Regions from separate parts of the Danio rerio genome. Here region 1 is linked to region 2. The links are chromatin contacts, called in public Hi-C maps. All regions are on one chromosome and are shown on one strand. The core of a region is the stretch at or near the end of the contact, and the rest is flanking DNA. Distances in the headings are between cores, read along the strand shown.

The links. A called contact is a pair of places that touch in the nucleus more often than the background predicts.
Region 1: a Hi-C map of hematopoietic stem cells shows a contact between it and region 2, with 3 times the contacts expected there. The contact joins the promoter of bsg here to the promoter of cirbpb in region 2. A contact is called at or near these places in 3 of 18 Hi-C or Micro-C datasets (caudal fin, hematopoietic stem cells and an unstated tissue).

What each region holds. Positions count from the first base shown.
Region 1 is chr22:18,633,505-18,636,204 of GRCz12tu, forward strand. bsg (basigin) reads left to right here and starts at 1,286. Exons shown (of 9, transcript NM_198142.2): 1 at 1,286-1,516. The coding sequence starts at 1,447.
Region 2 is chr22:18,239,577-18,242,276 of GRCz12tu, forward strand. It overlaps cirbpb (cold inducible RNA binding protein b), which reads right to left and starts at 1,343. Exons shown (of 8, transcript NR_132111.1): 1 at 1,219-1,343; 2 at 511-619; 3 at 299-405; 4 at 1-113.

The DNA.
Region 1 (2,700 bases), core at 36-2,535, 390 kb after region 2:
AATCTAGGACACACAATCTAGGCAAACCATATATGGTTATGACTGATGTTAAAGTTATAACGTCTTTTTGGACATCGTCATCGATATATTTTGATATATTTGATTAATAAATATTGTACACAATAAACAATAGTGTTTACTTTACTTTATTTCACAAATATTGCGATTGAGACGGCCGAATGGGGAGCATTGTTTCCGATCGCCATTCAATATAATAGAGTGAACAGTTTTTAATCAGTCATTATAGCTGATCAGTCATTATTATCTGACAATAATATGGCAGATACTCGTTTGCTGGCTTTGCTGAATGATCTCATTTGGACAGGTTTAATTTATATAATGGATTAATTTATGATGAAGGAAATAATAGCAAGTTAAGATAGGCAATAATACATTATATGTCATAAAAATATTTTTATATGTAACAAATGTATAACACTATATTAATATTTTACTCAAGCGGTGTTTATTAGCTTAATTTTCCAATAACCTTTTAATTAATGATTTCCCACATTTAATACTCTTAATAAAACTATTAATAAAATATTAACTATTAATAAAAAAAATCATAAGTGTATACACACACACACACACACATATATATATATATATATATATATATATATATATATATATATATATATATATATATATATATATATATATATATATATATATAACAGCTTTAACAGTGACAGTTTAGTAAAAGATAGTAGTTTATATATAAACTTATAATTATAATCAGTTAAGATAATCAGTTTCTAACTATATTGTTTAAATGGTTAACTATAGTAGGCTAATTTATTTTAAAGTGACATTATTGTTTGCTTTTTATATTTTACAACAACGTGATTTTAACGAAGTATGATAATATTAAGAGCTTGAATTAGTTTATTACACTTAATCCATCAATTAGACGGTCTATTATGTTTTCTTTGTGTATATGGACACATGAATAAAGTCATAAGTGTCTTTAACCAATTATTTTTATTGACATAATTTAAGTTCAGAAACTGCAGAGACTTTAAAATGATCGTTACGATATAATAATAAAATTGACTGAAATGGGAAACCATATTTGTGAAATTCAATAGGTAGCGATAATGCTAAAGAGTTAGTTACCATTTATGGTTTGCCTAGATTGTGTGTCCTAGATTGTGTGTGCCTCAAACGTGTGTGGTTCTGCGGGCCTGCAGCTGGATATATCTCAAAACATTAGCAGTCGAAATCATTTTGGAAATTAGCAAACAAGTGCAAAACGCCGTGACGTTGAGAACCGGACGTGGTGACGCATAAACTCGCCCTTCTTTACGTGCGCGTTCTCGAGTGAGCTCCGAGTCCGAACAAATAGAGGACGACTAGGTTCCTCTGAAGGCTTTCTCCATTTTCTTTTTTCATCTCGAACAGGCCCAAAATTTTCCTTTTAGATTTTAATAACTCCTCAGCATGGAAAAGAAGCTCTTTGGCGCTGTTTTGGTCATTTGTATCGGCTGGTTTCAAGCCGAAGCTATGACAGGTAAGGACGTCTGCTTTTTCTGTTGATCGTGTTAGCTCGTGAGCTCGTTTTTCACACAAGGCGTTTGTTGACAGAAACACGACTCGGACGACAGATTTTACATTCACATTGTTTTTACTTTACTATAAAGCAATATACATCGTTAGTGAACGTTTGTAACGATTTGAAAATTGGAAAATCGTCGGGAATCTGTCGCGCACGAGCGACCGCTCTCGCACATTTAGTCAAACTATAAATCAACAGCTGATGTTTAAGTTAAAGTAGTTGTTTTTCTCCTTGATGCTCTTTCATACTCTCCGCAAACTATTTGTTTGTCACAAGTAATTATATTTTAAATGTTTATATTGAAAAATGTTTAAGGTTACGTTTACCACACTCAACCCCATCACGTGGATTTGCTCTGCTTTCATCCAAAATAACCTTTAATCCCCAAGCATTGGGTTTTGTAACCACCTGAGTTACACATTTTCCAAACTGTAGAAGATCCCTTAGTTGATATTTAATTATTTCAGGAATGGCTCATCCAAACTTTTCCAAATGAAGTATTAATATTTGTCCCTATTCATGCAGGTCAGTTACTCCAGTAAATGATGTGTAAAACCTGGTAAGCAGCAGGCAATGATGACAACCGGTGCAGACTAGTTTTTGGAGGCCTCCTGTCAAGTTTTGTAAACAGGAGGAGCCTGTAATCATTTATAATACAAGCTGGGGAAGGCAAAATATGTTTCATCCAATCATTTGACAAAGCAAGCAGCAATTTTCATCTTTCAGGCCTCCCTTGTTCCGTAAAAGGCTCAGCTTAAGCTTATTATATTGTTCCATCACTGGAAATGGCAATAATCTATGCAAACCTACTGAACTTGAGCATGCAACGTAGTACACTCACTGTAATGAAAGTTTAGTGTTTAATTGGAAATCTAATACTGTGAAATTTATTAAAATATTATTCCTACCCTTTCAGTAAAATCAATTGCTTAATGATGAATGCGAGTGATTGTTTTCTAGTCTGGCTCCATCATAATTTGTTTACTCCTCCTGAAGCAACAGCTGATGAATGACATGGTCGCAAATCCCAACATAATCTGCTTCATGGTCCTCTTTAGAAACAGAGCTTTAAACACTCTAGGAGGTGCTTTTCAGCACGTAAGCATTGATGCTTTCTCAAAACAACACAGCTTGTGCAA
Region 2 (2,700 bases), core at 93-2,592:
CTGCTGCCTCTGAAGAAGCCTCTGCCACCACCTCTGGAACCCCCTCTGAAACCACCAGACCGTCCACCAGATTTGCCAGCTTCATCAACGCGAATCATGCGACCATCAACTTGCTGGAAAACAAAAACGACAAAAAAGACTCAAACATGCACAATTCAAATTAGAATAACATTTATCTAAACCTGAAAAATACCCAGAAAAAAAGGATAGACGTTACAAAAACCCTCTTACAACAAATACATGGTGTCTTAGCACTCAAAATTACAGATTTTATTCATTAAAAGGCTAAAATTCTAACCTTTCCATTCATGGCAGCCATGGCATCCTTAGCATCTTCTGGATTTTCAAAGGTCACAAAGCCAAAGCCTCTAGAACGGTCAGTTTCACGGTCTCTGATAACATCAACTATAAAAAAATAAAATGAAAAATTACAAATTAATTTTACACACACATATACAAATTAATATAAAAGTATACAAATACACACGTAAAATGGAACTAAATACAAACCTTTGGCAATGGTTCCATATTTGGAGAATGCTTCCTCCAAGGACTGTTCTGTTGTATCATAGCTCAGACCACCGATGAAAAGCTTTCCCTCGTCAGACATGATGATAACCTGAAAAAAAAAAATGTTGACTTAAAAGCGTAAAGTATATAGATCACCGCGTGCACACGAGAATCGAAAGCAAAAACACCGCACCTAAAAGTGCGTCACAAGGAAACGCCATTTTCTAACCATCCCCCTTCCTCACAACGTGCTGCAGCCATTTTGCTTCAAAGAAAGGCTTTAATCTTAAATACATCAGCGCACCCAATACTTAACATCTTGATCGATCCTCGTTTTAAAAAAATACAGTGAAACGATTACTTAATGCTAAACCCGGTTTTGTAAAAAGTAGGTCAGTGGAACTAGGTCACGGAAAGCAATTAGCGTCAACGACACGCCAGCAGCGTGAACAAAGAAAGTCACAAAATCGTACAATTCCGCGACTACTTACATGCTGCATTTGAGACCTTTTAGGTAAAACGGTAGTCACACCGGGGAACATTACACAATACCTATTTTAAATACTTGTAAATATGAAAGTATATCAAATATCGCCTAAATGCGAACAATAAAGCAGAATTACAAACTAAACATCAACAGAACAAGCCGAATCAAATTAATGCTTCAGTATAGACCAAAAACATGGCAAGAAAGATCATATTTGTTACCTCAGAGTTTCTGTTGAACACACAGGACGGTTGTACAGCGCGTCGCCGACTGCGGCAGAATGAGAAAGAGCACAGAAAATGGCGCCCGTTTAAAGGCTTCACGTCACTGCGGATCAATGAGGGCGGGTTCACTTCGCGTCGCGTCACAGGCTTTACATGAATAAAGATCCCTTTGTTACGGTTATAATGCTCTCACGCGGAAACATATTGCTTTTTGTCGCATATGAATGGTGTGTGTAATATTTACGGTCATGAATTTACAGTTACCAGTGGATAGGGTAAATAACGACCAAGTTACTGCACTTATATTATTGACAGAAATAAATAAATAAACCATGTTGTTATCAGAATAATCAGAAGACATAAACTCATCTTCCAGTTTACCAATGAAATAGTGGAGAGCAGGGACGAAAGTACCATTTTTCATAAAATCCTTTAAAAAAAATTTTTTAGTAGATTTTTATTTTTTGTTGCTATGGTTTCTAACTCACAATGTCTATCAAAATCAGGTGTTTTTTTTTTTGTATAAATGTAGAACAACTCTCATATAACATATAACTCATATAACAAAAGTTGCACAGTGTTACTTTTGACCCCATCAGTAGGGAAGAACACACGTCTGTCAAAAATATCACAACTTGTTAGATATTTCTTTCTTTCTATTTATTTATTTATTTATTTATTTATTTATTTATTTATTTATATCTAGTATTAGTGCTAGTGCTAGATTTCCTGACTTAATCTTGTTTATTTTAAATATATCTGACTAAAACTATGTTAATATTCACTGCAAAAATATTTGTCCTCCTTTGTTATTACAAAAAAATTAAATGTCATTTTCATTTTAAATTTTAGTTCAACCAAATCTTTTAAAAGCGATCCAACAATGCAAAACTTGAACATTTCCTACAATTTTTAAATATTTTTTTATTATTATTGGCAATATGCATCAATTTTATAAACCATTTGAATGCAAACACTGCAAACTAATGTGTTATTAAGAATAAGGTTTGTCTTTTAACAGTGGGACACGATTTATAGTTTGTCCTTGAAGGAACTCATTTAAATCTGATTTACTTTTACACTAAAAAACTCAGAGAATGCAAACTTAAGGATGTGTTATTGCACTAAATAACCCACAGATATCATATAGCGTGACACATGAAAAGAGAAACAAAACTTAATAAGAAAAAAAGAACTGCTACAACAATTTATTTTTTGCACTTAAAAACAGAAATACAGGCCTAACCGCGGAACATTGTCCCAAAATTAGCTGATATTTGGCAGCTCCATCAAGGTTTGCACGATGAATGTGCTAGTTTAACCTGGAAAGCAAATGTTGTCAGTGCGCTGAAAAAAACAAACAAACAAACAAACAAAAACGCTTTGTTACTTTCGTCCCACATTACTTTTGTCCCCGCTCTCCCTTTTGAATAAAAAATTTTTGTAACAAATAGTTGGGCCTAAAGATAATAGTTTGAT